Linked DNA regions of Sus scrofa: regions 2, 3 and 4 are each linked to region 1. A link is a contact called in public HiChIP or PLAC-seq and promoter capture Hi-C data. All regions are on one chromosome and are shown on one strand. Each heading gives the region's core, a stretch centred on a gene start, on an enhancer-like site or on the middle of the called end of the contact. The rest is flanking DNA. Distances are from core to core; before and after follow the strand shown. Region 1 holds the start of LBR (lamin-B receptor). Region 2 holds the start of DEGS1 (delta 4-desaturase, sphingolipid 1). Region 3 holds the start of H3F3A (H3 histone, family 3A). Region 4 holds the start of CNIH3 (protein cornichon homolog 3).

Evidence for each region. Promoter capture Hi-C pulls out the DNA fragments that hold promoters and counts their contacts. HiChIP or PLAC-seq counts read pairs in DNA pulled down with a chosen protein or histone mark.
Region 2: a promoter capture Hi-C map of fetal liver shows a contact between it and region 1, with 4 times the contacts expected there. The contact joins the promoter of DEGS1 here to the promoter of LBR in region 1. A contact is called at or near these places in 1 of 5 promoter capture datasets (fetal liver), 1 of 47 Hi-C or Micro-C datasets (liver) and 1 of 2 datasets of contacts at active chromatin or transcription factors (alveolar macrophages).
Region 3: a contact with region 1 is called in an H3K27ac HiChIP or PLAC-seq map of skeletal muscle, with 3 times the contacts expected there. The contact joins the promoter of H3F3A here to the promoter of LBR in region 1. A contact is called at or near these places in 2 of 2 datasets of contacts at active chromatin or transcription factors (alveolar macrophages and skeletal muscle).
Region 4: a contact with region 1 is called in a promoter capture Hi-C map of fetal liver, with 5 times the contacts expected there. The contact joins the promoter of CNIH3 here to the promoter of LBR in region 1. A contact is called at or near these places in 1 of 5 promoter capture datasets (fetal liver) and 1 of 2 datasets of contacts at active chromatin or transcription factors (alveolar macrophages).

Annotation. Positions count from the first base shown.
Region 1 is chr10:13,415,508-13,418,207 of Sscrofa11.1, reverse strand. LBR (lamin-B receptor) reads left to right here and starts at 1,377. Exons shown (of 14, transcript XM_021064388.1): 1 at 1,377-1,557.
Region 2 is chr10:12,556,415-12,559,114 of Sscrofa11.1, reverse strand. It overlaps DEGS1 (delta 4-desaturase, sphingolipid 1), which reads right to left and starts at 1,350. Exons shown (of 3, transcript NM_001244121.1): 1 at 1,162-1,350. The coding sequence starts at 1,243. It overlaps LOC110255640 (a long non-coding RNA gene), which reads left to right and starts at 1,450. Exons shown (of 3, transcript XR_002336219.1): 1 at 1,450-1,533.
Region 3 is chr10:13,938,663-13,941,362 of Sscrofa11.1, reverse strand. It overlaps H3F3A (H3 histone, family 3A), which reads right to left and starts at 1,425. Exons shown (of 4, transcript NM_213930.1): 1 at 1,390-1,425.
Region 4 is chr10:12,754,910-12,757,609 of Sscrofa11.1, reverse strand. It overlaps CNIH3 (protein cornichon homolog 3), which reads right to left and starts at 1,344. Exons shown (of 10, transcript XM_021064387.1): 1 at 1,259-1,344; 2 at 827-903. The coding sequence starts at 864. WDR26 (WD repeat-containing protein 26) reads left to right here and starts at 897. Exons shown (of 14, transcript XM_005667934.3): 1 at 897-1,990. The coding sequence starts at 1,572.

The DNA.
Region 1 (2,700 bases), core at 128-2,627:
TTTTCTCTAACAGGGCTAATATTATCTTACCTTAAGGGTTAAGGCCACTCACTCAAGTTTAGGGCTTTGCCAAAAATTGCAAAGATTTTCTGACTTTGAAGTGCAGTGTACATGTCTGTAGCTCAGATTTCCATGGCAAATTTTATGACAGTGACAGTTCAATGTCAGAAATTGTTCTCAGGAAAGACTCTGATGAACTCATTCACGTTGGATGTGAATGATGGAGAAATCTCAATGTATTATCTTTTTTTTCTTTCTTTCTGTAGTAGTAAACCTGGGTGTTTTGACGTTATAACCATGAGAAATGAGAGCCCTTACGCATGAAGCTGGGCCATAAATGGTAAAGCCTATTTATCATTATAATTTAAAGGATAGTTCTTCAAAAATTCACTTAAATTTACCTAGTAAGTTAGATTAACCTAGTAGTTGGGCTAAGAATTACTTTGATTAAAACCACACTGCAAAATGGGGAACCTCAATGGACTGCTTTAAACTCCTGACCTCAAAGGAAGGAAACCAACTAACCAATAATGATAAGTTGGAGAGAGAAAAAAACAAAGTTTAGGATCCATAACAGATTCGGAGGTAACAATATAATGATTCAGCATCTTGGAGGCCGCGTAGAACCAGGCTTGTGGGATGTAGGTCAAGAGGGTATCTCAGTGCGTGAGGCACAGAATTTTCTGTTCCAGGCTGCACGTTGAATATTTTCTACCGTATCTCTGCAGGACCTCCCCTTACTGTCGAAACTCCTTCTCAAGGCAGTCTTCCTAGGAACGCTGTGAGTTGTAGGGAACACCTGGACATTCTTTACCAACCCCTCTTCCACCCACTGACCCCACGGCCCCCATGCACCGTCCAGATCAGTGTCTGCCCAGAGGCAGCCATCATCAAGACAAAGGAGCCCCAGATCGCCTTCCGAGACACTACTTGCCAGGAAGTTTCTGGAGTGCTTTTTTTTTGAATACTAATAGTGTTTTAGCAAGATGTACTTTCGGTCTCAGTCAGTTGATTTTAGTAATCACTATGCAAATTTATTTTCTTTATAGCTTTTTATTATCTCTTTCGCCAAGCCACCTCGCACACCAATATCCCTGCTGAGCATCGCCAGGCAACTGGGGCAAGTGCGGGGAGGAAAAGGGCGGGGAGCGCCAGCGGTCCGCGGGCTGCAAAATTGTCTGGGCGATGGAGATAAGGCCCGGAAAATACAGTCTTTGGGCCGCATCAGAAGCGGACCCTCCTGGCCGAGCTCCCCGCATCACTGGCCTTGCCGAGGGGCGGGGCGGGGCGGGGCGGGGCAGACGCGCCACACCATACGACCAATCGGTAGCACTGGGCGCGATTCAAAAGGCCAAGGGGCCAATAGGAGCTTGGGGAGGCCCGGATGGAGGGGCGGGGCGAAGAGAGGGCCGGGCCGGGAAGGCGCGCGCCCGGGCCGCGGGACCGCGGGGCGCGAGAGCGCGAGAGAGGGCAGTGTCGCGCGCGCGGAACCGCCGCCAGGTTGCTGCTCCGCAATTCTCCCGGAGCCGTTCGTGTTCTCGCCGGAGCCTGGAGCAGGTGAGCGCCGGGAACCCAATCCCGCTTCCCGCGGGGCGGTCTCCCAGGGGCCGGGCGGAGGCCAACGGGGCGGGCGCGGCTGGTGGGCCGGGGTACCTGGACACCCGGCCTGGCCCCGCGGCCTCGCCCTCCCCTTCTCCGGGTCCGTCCCGGCCGCTGCTGGCGAGGCTAGTGCTGCGCCCGGCCGGGCCAGCTGCGGAAATGGAGCTGCGGTTTTAAATTGCCGACGTTTCCCTCCATTTTGGACGCGCCGCGTCGGTGTAAACTGATGTTGACTGGGGAGGATGTGTGGGTGGGGGACCCTCCCCGGCCTCTTTGTCCCCGCCCTGCAGCGCCCGCCCTCCCAAGCCCGCTCCGAGCGCCTTTTTTGACAGATGAGGGGGTGGCTTAGTGGGCCCAGCTGGTGGGGAGGCAGAGAAAGGCGCGGCAGCCTGGCGGACAGGGAAGTGGGGTTGCAAAGCTGACTTGAATGCGCGCTGGTTGTCACTGGCCTTGAGGGTCGTGGCTCTCGGTTTGGTGACTCTGCAGTGCTGGCTGCGTGTGTTGCATTCCCTCGCCGGGTGTTTCCGCACGCTCGAAAGCCGAATCGTTAGGCAGGTTTGCGGGCTTCTGCTAAAGCTCGATCTTATTTTTCCCACCTTTTTTAAGGCCTAAGAAGAAATTCTTCGTAGTGATACCTTCCGTCATTCGCAAGGGACACATAGTAAGCACTTGATTGCGGAGGGCCTGGTTCCAGGCGGTTCACCAAAATGACTGCGCGGAGTGTCGCTGGGGATCCTCAGAACGACCCAGTAGATACTTTGGACAGCGATGCAAGGGTTCAGACGGGAGCGAGGGCTCCGCTGCCCGGTGCCGGGCATGCACCTGGCCAGAGCTCAGCTAGACCCACATTCCTGATCCCAGCCCTCAGGGACCTTGCAAATAAACACGTGCCAATCTGTAATTACACTTGTAGCAACTGCTCTGGAGGAAAGGATGGGGTGTGTGTGTGTGCGCGCGCGCGCGGGCGTGCGGCCGCTAATTTAGACTGGGAAGCAAGTCCAGTTTAAGTTCAGTTTCTGAGAGCTGTTAAGGGAGGAGGGAAAAGTGAGCAGAGGGGAGTTATCGGGACCTTCAGTTCTTTACATTTCTTAGGGGAAATGT
Region 2 (2,700 bases), core at 101-2,600, 860 kb after region 1:
TCTTTTCACTGCACAAATGGAGAAGAAAAACTAGGGGAATACTGTGTATGAGAAAGAGTTCCTCCTATTCAACTTGCCACCCACTACTCTCCTGATTTTTGAAACAACAGCCAAGAGGTTAAAAGCATCTGCTTTGGACGCAATCTAACCCACATCAGAATTCCCTCTAACATTTACTTATTCGCCCTTACCTCATCTTTGAAATAGGGAGAATCCTCCTCATTGGGAGGATTAAATTGGGTAATGTTTGTAAAGCACTCAACACAATGCCTACCATATCATTAAAAGTACCCTGGGAGAAAGGAGAGAATTCTCTGTGCAGTACAGAAGCTGCAAATAGCTGAGCGCCTTACACCTCTAGAGGCCTAGTTAACCTGATGTAAAGGCCCTAAGTTAGCAGTTAGGGGTCGAGAAGGCTAATCTTGGCAAGTCTTCCATACTTCAGACTTTCATCTACAGAACTGGGATGGATGAAAAAATATATATGAAACTGCCCTTTTTGCACCCCTTCTTGCTGTGAGGATGAGAGCGGCCTGATCATAGCAGGACCCAGATCCTGGAACGCTCACCGCGGGGTCACACCAGTCGGGTACCACCCGACCCCTCCCCGGGCCCAAGACCGCAAGCAGCTCTTGCCAGGATCGCCTGTCCGCGTCTTGCCAACGTCAGCGCGCCCAGCGCGTGGGCCCCAAGATGCTGGCGGGCCACGCCCTGCCTGGCGCAAGCTCGCTGGCTGGCTTCGGCCAGGCCGGGTCGGCAGAGGTGGAGGAGGGTGAGGAGGGAGAGGAAACGGCACCCACCAGCGGCATAGGAATCAAGGCGCTCGGGGGACCCGGCTCTAAGCAAACCCAGGTCGGGACCGGACGCCCGCGCTCGAGGGCGCGCCTGAGCTCTCCGCCGAAGGGCCGGGGACGCGCGGGGCTCCTTCCCTCCCGCCCCGGGCCCGAGCCCGAGCCCGAGCCCGAGCCCGGGAGCTCGGGCCTGAGCCTACCCTGGCCTTTCCCGCGCCGCGGCGCGGCCAACCTGCCCGGGCGGCGGCTGGACGCGGCAGGAGCCGGCTCTTAACGGGCCTCGGGCGTTCAGGGGCTGCTCACGGAGGGCGCGTCCTGGAGGCGGGAGGCCGCGCGCGCGCACATAACGGGGCGCAGGCCCAGACCTCACCCAGGATCTCCTGGCGCCGACTGGCGTGGGGCTGGTCAGTGTAGACCCACTCGAAGTCTTCCCGCGCAACTCGGTTCCCCATGGCGGCGACGGAGGCGGCGGCGGCTCGCGAGCCTGCTCCCCGCTCTCGATCTCCGAGGTGAAGGCGAAAGCGGCGACGGCAGCGGCGGCAGCTCCCGACTCGTGTCAGCCGGCGGAGGGCGGAGCCACGGAGGAGAAGGAGGCCGGGGCGGAGTCCAGAGGCCCCGCCCCCGCCCCACGCCCCCAGGGGGAGCGCGGCGGGGCGGGCGAAGCCCACGCAGAGTGTTCCTGCGAGTCCCGGTTCCCTGCGGCCTATCCTGCCAGGTGCCGGTGCCCGAGCCCGGGGAAAAGGTGAAAAAGGTCTTAAGTTACAGATTGCGCTTTAACGCCTCCGGGGAAGGCCGGAGCTCCATCACGAGGATCCTTGGTCATTAATGAATGGCATCTAGCCCAAGTTTTGTTTATTTTTGGCCGCCTACTGGAAATAATACCTCACGGGGAAAAATGCGGAGTGTGTGGCTATTAAAAGCTAATAAAGAGAAAGGAAATCACTGCTGTTGAGAGTGAAAAATGAGGAGGAATTTGTTTCGCCTGAATTATTCTATTGCTCTTACAAGGTGATTGCTCAACCTTACATCTGTCACAGAAGCGGTCCGAACCACCACCTCTTCCTGAAGGAGGGGACGTTTTGTTTCAAAATAAGTTACCACTTCTCCATTAAAAAAGAAACTTTGACTAAGATGACAAAAAGGACGATAACCAACAGAGTGTGCCGCAGAGTAAGCGAACGGCACGAACCCGCAAGCCCCGAGATACAACTGTAATGAGTAGAAAATGGAACAGAGGAGAATGTTATGCTACACCACAGCTATGGAATCGCAAGACCTTAAATATGGGACAACGTACTGGGTACTTTAATAAGTAAAATGCAAAAGAAACAAGGAAAAGAGGAAATTGCAATGTATTGGTTTTTCGTTCTTGTTTTTGTTTTTTTGCCTCTGTCAGTGGAAGTTACCCGGCCAGGGTTGGAACCCGCACCACAGCTGTAACCAGAGTCACAGCAGTGACCATCCTGGACCGCTGAGCCACGAGGGAACACCTATTGATCTTATTTAGATTGTGATTCAAATTGTCAAGTTTTTTTGTTTTGTTTTGGGTTTCGGTTTTTTTTTTTTTTTTTTTTTTTTTTTTTTTGTCCTTTTGCCTTTTCTAGGGCCGCTCCCACAACATATGGAGGTTCCCAGGCTAGGGGTCTAATCCGAGCTGTAGCCACCGGCCTTCACCACAGCCACAGCAATGCCAGATCCAAGCTGCATTTTCAACTTACACCACAGCTCACAGCAACGCTGGATCCTTAACCCACTGAGCAAGGCCAGGGATCAAACCTGCAACCTCATGGTTCCTAGTCAGACTCGTTAACCACTGCACCACGACGGGAACGCCATGATATATTCTTTTGAGGAAGATTTCCTTTCCTCAATGTTATGTTTTTGAGATCTGTGCCTGTTGATGCTTGTG
Region 3 (2,700 bases), core at 176-2,675, 520 kb before region 1:
CAGATTACGCCTACCACCCAAATATGACTTCTTGAAACAAACTGTAGTACTAGAAAATTGTTAGCATTAACACCAGTCACCTCTCAAAATGCTAAATCTGAGCGATAAATGGCAAAACAAAAAGACCCCTATCTGCCTTCGCTTCAATTTCTTTAATTAAAGTAGAAATTAGAAATGTCTGTAAACATCCGATCAACGAATAAGTCAAAATAATGAAGCCACAAACCACAGAAAGGTCGCGTCAAATTACAGCAAAAAAGGTTTTAGCCCCCCCCGCGCTGCCCCCCCCTTTACGTCTGGCAGTTGATAGACTGCTGTAAATATCAGAAAACATTCCTGATTTTGCATCTCTACAGTTCTGTTGACAAAAAGGCGTCTCCAAAAACAAGAGGGGAACAACAGCTACCACCAAGCGAGCATTCTACAAAGCCCCGTCCTCGCCGTCCAGTCCTCCGAGGCTTCGCAATGAAATAAAAACAAGTGCCCCGCACCCAGGCTTTAATTAACGCACGAGAGCGACCGACCGGTCCACCCCAAGCACGACATAAACTTTTGGTTTCGCCTCCACCGGCCCCTCGGCACAGGGTCCCCCAGCCTGCCCGTCTCGCTCCCAGCGTCTCGCGCAGCCAAACTGAGCTCCCAGACCCGAACAAAATGGAAACAATCGCAAAACGTATCCGATTCCCTACCAAAGAGACAAAACACCAAAACGCTTGAAAATACCCCGATCCCCTGCCACGTGCCGCCCTCCAAAATGCAAAAGTTTTTTTTTTTTGCATTTCAAATGCATCAAGTTTCCGCTTCTCTAAAAAAGGAGAAAAACATGTTTCTCTTTTAAAAATTGTCCTCCTTTTTTGAAATGGGGAAGAGAGAAACGGGGGAAAAAATATGGTCGGTGACCAGAGAAGAGAGACAAGATGGTGAAGCTTAGCAACAACTGTGGGGAGGCAGCAAAAAGCGAGTTACCCCAGGGTGGGAAGCAGCGGCAATTTCCACCCTTTTCCCGCCCGAAAACTGGGGGCCGGGGCCCGGGGGCTGTAGTTAAGAGGCCCGCGCGGGTCATGGTGAAGGTCTGGGGTCCCGGGAAGGGGCGCCGGGCGGGATTTCACCGAAGAAAGAGGAGCCAGGGGCGCGGGGAGGAGGGAGAGCAGGCTCGGCGACGCGGCGGTTGCTGCTGTTGGGCTGAGGCGGCGAGAGACGGGGGAGCCGCCGGAGCCGCCGCCGCCTGAGGGGAGAGGGAAACTCGCTCCTCTCCATTTCTGGGCCAAAAAGTTTGTGGGCCAAGCAGGAGGGACCGTGGGGCCCCCCTTCCGCACCGCCGGGGCCCGGCCCGGGGCTGACGGCAAGCGGGGCTCGGTTCCGGGGAAGCGGGCAAACGGGGAAACTTACCCCCCTTCTCCTTCGGCTGGAGCTCGGCGAGCTAGAGGCGGCGCTGGCGTTGGCGAGCGACGGCGGCGCGGCGGCGGCTGCGAACACAATTGAAAGATGGCTGACACCGAGGCTATCCCCCAACACACGCCGCCCCGCCCCCGCGCCGCGCGCCAACCAATCACACACAATGGAGGGAAGGCTCGGCCCCGCCCCCCGCCCCTTGCTCGCGCCCCGCCCCCGCCCCTCCCCCCGCGCTCCCGTTCGCTGGCGCGCGCTCGCCCCTCCCCCGCGCGCCGCCCGCTCCCTCCTCCCGGCAGCCTCGCGCCGTGTGTGTACAAACACAAAAGACACGCCGAAGGGCCGTCGCTCCCGCCGAGACGGCTGCCCGCCCGCCCCAGTTTTGACTCCCGCTCCCCTGCTCCGCACTCCCACCCCGCTCCGTGCGCACACGTCATCGAACTCTGGAAGCCCGGGTTTGGGGCGCCGAGGGGAAGTGAGGGGGTGGGGCGGGCCGGCCGAGGCTCGGCGGGTGAACGCCCGACCTGCGGGCGTCTCGGGCCGCAGCGGGGAGGGCGAAGGAGGGGGCGCCCCGCTCCGGCGCGGGCCCCGGCGCGCGTCCCCGAGGCACCCCGGGCGGCGTGGGGGCGGGGAGGAGGCCACGGCGGGCCGGGTCGCCGCGGCCCAGTTGAAAACACTACCCAAAAGGAAGCTTGCAAATAGAAGCCTCCCGTCTTGCGCCCACTTTCGGAGGGGGCGGCTCTAGCGGCTGGCAGGGCTGTGGGCCGGCCGTCTTCGTGCCCTCGCTTCGGGCCAGGTGCCGCTGGCTCGCCCTCAGACAACTTTATTCACTCAAGACACTGGCCCGGGGACGGAGGCGGGCCCCGCGGTGCGGGCTGCGGGCTGCGCGCACGGGCTCTGCCACCTAGGACGCCCGACTCTTCGCAGGTAGCATCTCGGAGGGGACGGGGCTCGCCTCCTTCCTGGGCCGGGATGCCTGATGCAAGATGGCTGTATTTTGTAAGCCTCTAAAACAATGTATGGAATACACAGCTAACTGCACCAGGGCCTGACTCCGGTTCTGGCCGAGTGTCCTACTAGCCTGTTGGGCCTTTTAACGATGAAATGTTAGGTAGAATTGCCAAATCAAACATTGTCAGCGGCTTCTGCATAGTTTACATGCGGTAGAAAACCGGCAGAAATAAGGAAAACGTGGTTTGGGGATGATTATATTTTTCCATTCTCAGTAGCGTAGGAAACAGACTTACCGTTTCAAGTTATCCATGTTGTTAGTTCATTGGACTCAGAATATCTGCACGGTCCCTAGTTGGT
Region 4 (2,700 bases), core at 95-2,594, 660 kb after region 1:
AAGTGACAGGGACACTGAAGCCTCCTATTTCACCTAAACATTTCGAGCCTGCATCTCAAGCCCCCTTAAGATGCCTGCTTTGGACGCAACTGCTTGGTCTCTATTATTGCTGCCTAAACCGGGCAGTGACTCAAGAGGCAACTGGAAAGGAGAAGGAGGTGCTGGGCACGAGCTAAAAACGAGTGCAAGGCCCTCGGCACAGTCCCTCCCCGCCTCTCTACACCCACAGCCGTTTTGTGACTCCTGGTCTCCATCACACACAGCTTTTATCCATTTTTCCACCTTCCCGGGGTGGAGCACAGAGTCTCGTAGGCTCGTCATCTCAAACCTCCCGAGACGGCCCGGGCGCAAGCATTTGGGCCGTGGAAATTCCAGTTTTCCACACCGAAATGAAGAGCTGGCCAGTCCTGGTTACCATTAAGTGAGTCGACAGGGGCTGCCGCAGCCCTGTGCCTGGAAGTTCTCGTGACAAAACCGCACCACCTGCTCGCCCCCGGTCTTCGGCCGGGGATGGAGAATCTGCAGTCCCTCCGCACACCTGACGTTTCTAGGTCACTCCAGGGCACACACGCACACTCTCGCACACGCGGCCCTGCTGTGCACGCCCGGCCTCGGACGGCGGTTACCAACTTACTCCCGGCCCGGGCAGCCCCGCCAGGGCGCCGGGGGCAAGGCCGGCAGGCCAGGCCAGGCCCGGGCCCCGGGGCAGGGCGGGTCGGGGTCCGGGTCGGGGTCGGCCCCCGCCGGCCCGCCGGCCTCCCTCCCCTCCCGCCCCGCCGGCCCCCGGCGCACGTGCCGGGTGACAGGCCCCCTATAGGTTCCATACCTGCCACCGGAAGTGAGTGAGGAGGGCAGTATAGGCATTTCCTGTGACGCGAGCGCCTGGACTCCATTAGGCAGCAGCTGGGGGAAGAATCAACACACCAGGGAGCAGAGCGGAGCGGACCCGAGGACAGAGGCGGCAGCTGCCTCCGCTGCCGCCCGCCGCCGCCGCCGCCACCGCCGGGGCTCAGCCCAGCGGCGGGCCCCGCGCCCCCGCAGCCGCCCCGCGGCGCCCCCCGGCCCGACCCCCGGGCCGCGCACCCCGAGCTGCCTCCGGGAGGGGGGGGGAAAGGGCCCGGATCCTCCTTCTCCCCCTCCTCCTCCCCCTCCTCTCACCCCTTACCCTGACCCCCTCCCCGCCTCCCGGCCCCCCTCACCCCGACCCTCTCCCCGGCCCCCGCCTCCCCTCCCCCTCCTCGCCCCACCGGCTTCCCACCACGGCCTCTCTCGGCGAGGAAACTCTGGCCTCCGCTTCCTCCTCCTCCGACTCGGACACCGGCGGAGCCTCCCCGCCCCCGCGGAAGAAACCCCGAGCCTCGGCGGCGGAGGGAGCAGGAGAGCCCGGGGCCTCGGCAGGCAGAGCAGGCCTCTCCCCTCCGTCCTCGTCGTCCTCGTCCTCGTCGTCGTCGTCCTCCTCCTCCTCCTCCTCCGTGGTGGTAGTGGTGGGCCTCCCCCCGGCTGCTGCCCCTTCCGCCGCCGCTGCCGTCGCCCACCGGAGTAGCGGCCACAGCCTGGTCAGCGGCAGCATCATGCAGGCCAACGGGGCAGGAGGAGGAGGAGGAGGCGGCGGCGGCGGCGTCGGAGGAGGGGGCGGCGGGGGCCAGGGACAGACCCAGGAACTCGCCTGCCTGTCGGCCCAGAACGGGGAATCGTCCCCCTCGTCGTCGTCGTCCGCGGGGGACCTGGCCCACGCCAATGGGCTCCTGCCTTCCGCCCCCTCCGCCGCCAGCAACAATAGCAACAGCCTGAATGTCAATAACGGGGTCCCCGGCGGGGCCGCCGCCGCAGCCTCCGCCACCGTCGCAGCTGCCGCTGCCACCACCGCCGCCTCCTCTTCGCTGGCCACCCCAGAACTGGGCAGCAGCCTCAAGAAGAAGAAGCGGCTCTCCCAGTCAGATGAGGATGTCATTAGGCTAATAGGACAGCACTTGAATGGCTTAGGGCTCAAGTAAGTATCCCTTACAGGCCGCCGGTGTGGACGGACCGAGGGACGGAAGCTGGCGGGGAGGGGGTGCTGGAAAGAGCTCAGGCAACGGGAGAATTACTGCTGGGCACGCAGGGCCCAGGACACAGGAGGACGCAGCTCAGACGGGCTGACCGGGGAGGAGGAGCCGACCTGAAGGGAAATAAGAGAAAATCAATCAGCCTGACAAATTGCGAGAGGAGACAGGCAGTTGGGGGTTGGGGGGCGTAGAAACCCAAAGATTCACCCCTCCCTGCACACCTTCAGCGCTTAATTGTCTGTCAATAAAGACAGATGCGGGAGTGTGTCTCTGTATGTGTTGGGGGAGGGGTGGATTAGAGCTGGTGGAAATAATGAACCTTGGAGGATTTGTTTTTCAAGTATATCTCAGAGGCATCTTTGTGGGACACCTCCCCACCCCTAACCGTGACAGACTACCCAGGCCAACTACCAATCAGGAAAGACAATCACTTACAAGTGTTTATGGGAACTGAGGGGCTGGGATAATTTGGAAGGAGACTGCTGAATAAATCTAATGGGAATAATGAAGAAAGATACCATGTTGATGTCATTTAAAGGCCCGTGTGTGTGTGTGTGTGTGTGTGTGTGTGTATACGTGGGTACACAGGAGGCCTACCGCGAACTTGTCTGAGATCCCAGTGTGTGACCAAGAAGGTGATTGCCTCTAAAAAAGG